Linked DNA regions of Mus musculus: region 2 is linked to region 1. Evidence: chromatin contacts called from public HiChIP or PLAC-seq data. All regions are on one chromosome and are shown on one strand. Each heading gives the region's core, a stretch centred on a gene start, on an enhancer-like site or on the middle of the called end of the contact. The rest is flanking DNA. Distances are from core to core; before and after follow the strand shown.

Region 1 (3,364 bases), core at 108-2,607:
GAAGTGAGACTTCTGGGGGTACTGGGTAATGTGAGTTAACTTCCTCTTCCTTTAGAAAGGTCAAAGACAGGGAAGCGCCCAGTGTAACATTTCCTCCTTAGCCGGCTCCACCACAAGCCACAACACAACTCTAATTGCTTAAAAAAATAAAATACGATAAAATAAAATAAAACAAAACACTAGCGGGGGGGGGTGCTTTTTGTACACTTGCAGTAAAGACTGAAGACCCAACTTACCTCAGGAATGAGCTGATTCGTTTCCAACAGAAAATTTAGCAATAAACTTTGCTATGAATCCTAAATAATAATTAGAGAGGCTACCGAGCCCCGCAGAAGGCAGGGCCTCCCAACAGTCAGAAAAGCCTTGCCCGCAGGGCTGGTCCTAGGCACCAGCAAATTCTGCCCAAGAAAGGGGAGGGAGCAGCCAAGGGCAGGGTTCCCCCCAGATCCACAAGAGCTGCAGAGGCACGGCCCGGTGGAGCTAGTAGTGTTCACGGTACCGCAGAGGGTCCCGGGGTCCCCAGCAATGCTGTCACCGGTGCACCCCAAAAGCTCGGGTCAAGCCGGGAGCAGAGCGGCTGCCCGTCCCTTTTCTGGCCGGGCTATGACGGCAGGCAAGGAGGTTCCCACCGAGGGTCGCTCTGGACCGCCGGAAGGTGAAAAGGATACTGTTGGGGCGCCGGGGTCTGGAGGGCCCTGATGTTCGGGTGAGGAGGGGCCGCCGCTGCCGCTACTGCCGCCGCCGCCGCCGCTGCCGCCGGATGAGGAGGCGGTACCGCCGCCGCCGCCGCCGCTCCGGTGCCGGGTCCGGTTCCTGCTGCAGCCGCTGAGCCTGATTTCAGAGCCGGTTTCTGCGGTAAACTCATGGCAAAGCGAAGCCACCAACCCCCCCAGAGCGGGACCGGGCGCGCCGGGGTGCAGGGGCCGGGGGCAGCGGAGGGGCGGGATGGGGGCAGACCCGGGGAGGCGGCGGGAGCGGGGGGCCGGGGGGAGGCTGGGAGGAGGAGGAGGAGGGGGCCGGGACCGGTCACACACGCCCTCCGCCGCCGCCGCCTCCGCCGCCGCCGCCGCGGGCAGCAGCAGCCGCCCCGCGGGCCAGCACCACCGGCTGCCGGTCTCCGTGACAACGCGACCCCGGGGAGGGGGGGGCCGGACCCGGCAGGGGCAGGAGGCGGAGAGACCGGACCTTTCACGGCAATATCCTCATGGGCCGGCGGCGGGGGGTCTCTGTCCCCCTCCCCGGGGGAAGCGGCGCCCTTCTCGGTAGCGGGGCTCGGGCGATGCGGACGGATTTTCTTCACTCAACGAGCAGAGCATCCAACATGGCGCTGCGGCCGCCTCCAGCAGTCCGGCAGGACGGCCGCTCGGAGCTTTTCGGCCCTTTTCGGAAGGACTCGGCAGACCGAGGGTGGCAAGCTCTCTCGGCTATTTCCGGAGACCGCGAGCGGCCGGGCTTCTTCGGGAGCGCTCGGGAGCGCCTTCGGCCGCTGTTCGGGAACGCCGCAGGAGCTGACACTCTTTCTCGGGAAAGATCGGTGATCCGGGACGGCTGAGGATCTCCGCGGCGCGGTGCGGAGCTGAGGGAGAGACCGAAGGGCACGTCTGTAGGGAGAGAGCTCAGCCTCGAAGAACAATAGTAACGGCACCCGAGGCCGCGGTCCGTCGAGACCTGCCAAGCAAGCGTCGAGAGGCGGCGGAGCGGAAAAACCGAGGCGCTGCGGAGGGAACCGCTAAGCCAGAGCACAAACCGACAGTTAGGAACCCGCCCGCCTCAAGGACTTATTAACATAACAGATGCCACTCGCCGGCCCTTGACGTCGCCAGCCATGGGCATTATGTCGACACGTCGTCCTCAGATGCCCAAAGTGCGAAATGGAACGAGGAGCCCCATTTTGCAGAGGAGGCCCCGGAGAAGAAAAGTGACTGCCCCAAGGTCGCCTGGCTGGGAAGGGATGGAGCGGATTCAGAAACGGGATCCCACCTTCTCTAGGATGAACCTTACCCTTCTAGGATGCAAAATGGCCTGCCTTGCCAGAAACTGACCCTAAGCTCTGTAGAGTGGATATCTTCCCACAGTCTTCCCCAAGACTGGAGGGGCCTTTGACTACAACCTGTAGTCGGCTGCCCATCTTCTTTTGCTTGGCTAACTCCTGTGGATAAGGTCTCCTCCCCCCACATCCATTCACACTTTGCACACCACACCTGCGCCCCTCAATAGAGGCATTGTCCCCAGGACACAGTAACATTGACAGAAAAGGAGTCGCAGACACCTCCGAACTGTGCAGATATGGAGTACTGCATTAGCTCATATAATCCCAAGAAATAGGTAAATACCTATTCTTACAAATGAAGACTCTGGGGTCCAAAGAAGTTTAGCTATCATCTACACTATTAAAAAAAAATTTTTTTTGAGGCAGCTCAAAGCTGACAGGAGACTTTGCCAAGGTCACATGACCAACGTGGACAGAGGTAAAATTAGTGTCCTGTGTCCTGTGTGCTTGAGTTGCAAACGTTAGGACCCAAGTGCAGACTCCAGAATTCACTCAGGAAAAGTCTGGTGTGCGAGAGGTGTATACAGTCCCAGCATTGAGGTGAAGACCAACAGTTCCCTGAGGCTCACTGGTCACAGCCCACTCCATCTGATGAGTTCCAGGCCAGTGAGAGACCCTGTCTCCAGAATAAAAGGTGACAGCACCAGAAGAAGACACCTGAGGTTGTCCCCTGGTCGCCATACACATGAACATACAAACAAGATTAGTGTCCTGACTCCTGCTACATTGGTGGGTTTCAGAGTTGGGGTGGTCGTTGGTTTCTCTGGGTTTGTTGGCTTGCTTGCTTCTTTTTGAGAGAGTCTTAAGTAGCTCAGGCTAGCCTCATCTCTCCACGTGCCTGAGGATAACCTTGAACTCCTGCTTGTCTTGCCTCTACCCTCCAAGTACTAGAATTATAGGCACTCACCACCGGGCCCTTAAAAAAAAAAAAAAAAAAAAAGCTTTACATGTAGTGGGTGACAACCCCTGGGAGCCCCAGATGTTCTCTGTAGGCTAAAAGCTAGGTGGCAGGCTCCCCCATTGCCTCATTGCCTCTAGCTACCTGAGCCTCCACTGCATTAGAAGGAAAGCCGCCTTCCATCTCTTGACCAGGCACAACAGCTACTTCCTACTCTGGCATCCTCCACCATATGAAAATTTGTTATACCAGGTTACTTAAGTGTGGATTTTCCACTCCTCTTCAGGCTTGACTAACTCCAGGAAAGACTCCCAAGTGGTCCTTTCTCGGCCCCTGGAGTCTCATTTCAGATTCTGAGAACCTGAGTCTCGGGCATCTTTATCCCAATCAAAATCTGTTCCCAGCAGAAAGATCCG
Region 2 (3,339 bases), core at 750-3,249, 92 kb before region 1:
ACAGGTTTGGGGTGTGTGTGTTTGTGTGTGTGTGTGTGTGTGTAAATGCACTTAACTAATAAACCTGCATACTAGGTGTGTTAAAGCAAACAGCCAGTAAAGAACAGTGGTCTCCACCATGACCAGTCAAAATAGCATCCTTTTAAGATGGAGGGTAATGGGAAAGATTTTAAGAGTTAATTTTTAACTCTATTTGCAACGAGGAGCAAACCCTGGCAGCCCTGCTGAGGGGGGGCTTACCCACACCCCTCAGCCCCTCCCAGGGCAGGAGAGAAGGGAAGCTGAGCCTTCTGTGGGTTCCAGCAGGTGGCATGCACTTCTACTTCACCTCTCAGGACAATTTCTCAGACTTCAAAAACAACACACAAAAACAAAACAAAACAAAACAAAAAAACCCTCTGGAACTATATAATTTATCAGAGCAAAAGCTGGCCCCCAATAATAATTTTAACTACAGAAAACAGAGGAAATACAGCATACAAAGCCACCTGGAGGTAACCCCCTCCCCCTCCTTTAGCAGTGAGAACATCGGAGTTAAGCAAGAAGCAAACCTCTGTCATGGCAGCCCCTGTGCCTTTATAACCCCAGAGGAAGCCGGATTGTGAGAGTGCGAGCCACTCTTCTCCACTTAGCACTTCATTCACCAACAAGAGGAACATCCAGTGTGTAACTCACCCTACTGTGCTACGCTGGACTGAAAATGTCCAGCAGTCCTGTGGACCACGCCACACCGCCCCAGGGTGGGAGCCCACTCAACACGCATTTCTGACAAGAAAGCCTACCTCAGAGGCTACAAGGTCATCAAGTATTTACAAGAGTGCTTTAATGATCTGGGCTTGCTCATAGCCTGTGAGAAAAGCCACCAAATCTGGTAAATTGGCTTTTCAGACGACAGAAGGTGGCAGTGAGGAGTGAGTCCTCTAGAATCTCTCCTCTTTACAGAAACTAAGGCTTTGAATTTTTCGTTGTTCATTTTTGAGAACAGAGCAGTTAGTTTCTCCACTATGGACGTCAAGTTTCAAGATTAGGCAAAACCATCCGGATGCCATGAAAGTAGAGGGTAGCAGGAGAGATCTCTGGTGATACATGTGAAGAAAACTGTCAGAGGGCCACTTCAAACACAGCGGCACGGGAAGCCCGTCTCATCGCCACTCTGCAGAAAGGCGCCATTTCCAAGGTTCTAACTTCAAGAGTCCAACTTCAGACAACCGCAAAGTTCCAGTCAAGAGACATGTCTTACAAAAGTGTACATAGATTAAGAAGAAAACCATAACTGCGTCAGTTTGAAGGCCCTGGAAGATCCCTGGACTGCTCTGCATTGGTCCCGAGGGCTGTAGGGCTGTCTTTTAGAGTCAGTCTGACCCTATGGATGGCTGTAAGCAACAGAACAAACTGTAGTCACTGCTGGCCCGTGTTAAAATAGAAACTTTTTCTTTTAACTTTTTTTAGAGATGGTGAGGTTGTACCTATGAAGGAAAGCAGCTAGTGAGCTGAGCAGACCCAGGGTTACTGCCACCCACCACGGCCTTCCCTGCTGTGCACAGTTGGTAACTGAGTATGGCCAATGGAACAGTTACAGATTACTACAAAAGCCAAATTGTTCCTATTCCAAATTAGACTGCAATAGCTTCACTGTTTTTCTCAGCCCATTTAAAGACAAACTGCAGTATGAAGAGCTCCATCAAGAGAAAGCAGCAGACGGGAAGCGAGTCAGCATTTTCAACAGGGAGAAGCAAGGGCCTCTGCATCCTCAATCTAACGCTGCGAGTGGGGAGCAACTAGAAATACAGACAGAAGGGACACTGGAGCGGGAAGGGGGACTTGAAGCCAGTAGGACTGAAAAAGCAGATGCTCGGAGAAAGGCTACCCTATGCATGGCCAATGGCCTGTTACAGCAGAAACAGAATGGAATTAGTTTGCCACTGTTGATTAAGCTGCAGGCCCCTCTGCGCAGTCCCACACCTCTCCTTGCCAGTTCCCGCAGCTGGAGGATGGAGGACAATGACATGGCAGCTTGGGATGGGAACAGAAAATGCAATCCCGCCAAGCTTCACACCCAAGTCTACCCTCCCGGCTCCAACACAAACAAAACAAAAGCTATTAGACCCAGAACAATAAGCAAGAGTAGCCGAGGCGCTGCTAGTCTTGCCCTTGCTTTGGGCATGGAATGGAATGTGCCATGTGTGGGTTTTAGTAATGTGGGTGGTAATGGTCACTACCAAAGAGATGAAAAAAACTGCAAACAGGATAGTAGCTGAGGAGTTTATGACCACAAGGGTGAAAATGGCTGATAACTACAGATAATTGTCCCCTTGATAATCAATTATAAACTGGAAAGGGTAGGCAAGAAGCCTCCCAATTCATCTTTTAGATTAGAATCTGAACGGGACGTTCCACTTCACACTTAAAACAGGGGGAATAAGGTAAAGCCCGATTATTCCTGTCTAATTCCCAATAGATGACCCACCCAATTTGTACAGGTTTTCCCACGGTGCCTGGCAGGAGCTAGCATGCCAGGCTGAACTTCCAGGCAAGAAGCAATCAATGCACTTCCGTTCATCAGCCAATATGTAGATGTGGTCAGAAATAATGTGTGCCGGAGGCACTGCCGCCTGCAAGAAGTACAGTTTGTTATATTGCTTACAATGTAGTATTTTATCCAGCCTCTTCCAGCCAAGGACCTGTAAACGGGGCTCTGTTCCAAAACCTTCCTCCTCTTCCGGGTGTCTGTGCAATGTATTGGCACTGTTCTGCCGGGCTGTCGAGAAAACTGGTTTAGAGATGCAGCTCTTCAGTCAGGTTTTGCGCCAAGCTCTAACCATGTCATTTCTCTCTGACTGTTTTTCCCCATCATTTAAATGGGGTAGGGGAGAGGGCCACAGAGTTCTCTACAGTAAGAGCTTACCATGACATCTATACTTAACAATTAGGATGGGGGAGGGGGCTATGTAAGTGGTTCTGCCGTGTTCTCAGGCCCTCTCTAAAAGCCAAGTGTCCACATTCCCAAACCACTCTTAGAACAAAACTTGCACCAGACATTGGGGGTTCACCGTTTCAGCAAAACAGGAGACAAGCAAACAGGCAACAATGTCTAAAGTCCCACAAATCTACAAATGGCTCCTCCGACAACTGCGGGGAACCAGGATCTAAGAACAGGATGCTGGAGAAGAAGGCACCGAGGGAAAGGAAGGCAGGAAGAGGTGAGAAAGACAGGCCACTCTGTGCAGCCTAGACTCTCCTAGCTCTTTAAGCAAGTCTCTGGAACATTTCAACAATTCAAACTTCATGCATGAAATCAAATGAGCAGGAGCTAATGCAATGACCTTCCTGTGCTACAAG

The links. HiChIP or PLAC-seq counts read pairs in DNA pulled down with a chosen protein or histone mark.
Region 2: a contact with region 1 is called in an H3K27ac HiChIP or PLAC-seq map of SST interneurons, with 4 times the contacts expected there. The contact joins the enhancer-like site here to the promoter of Eif4g3 in region 1. A contact is called at or near these places in 6 of 484 Hi-C or Micro-C datasets (bone marrow-derived macrophages, embryonic fibroblasts, nephron progenitors and 1 more), 22 of 115 datasets of contacts at active chromatin or transcription factors (the HPC-7 cell line, PVALB interneurons, the SCID.adh cell line and 15 more) and 3 of 9 other capture datasets (adipose tissue, liver and pancreatic islet).

Annotation. Positions count from the first base shown.
Region 1 is chr4:137,991,449-137,994,812 of GRCm38.p6, reverse strand. Eif4g3 (eukaryotic translation initiation factor 4 gamma, 3) reads right to left here and starts at 1,357. Exons shown (of 35, transcript NM_172703.3): 1 at 1,186-1,357; 2 at 669-831.
Region 2 is chr4:138,083,676-138,087,014 of GRCm38.p6, reverse strand. The region is part of intron 4 of Eif4g3 (eukaryotic translation initiation factor 4 gamma, 3); the gene reads right to left. Among named protein-coding and RNA genes, the nearest start is that of 1700095J12Rik, 53 kb to the left of the region's middle. Within about 2 kb of position 1,999, at least 28 of the 459 cell types and tissues checked have an H3K27ac peak or open chromatin away from gene starts, as enhancers often do. A contact at or near this core is called in PVALB interneurons, SST interneurons and stem cell-derived neural progenitor cells, where this site is marked.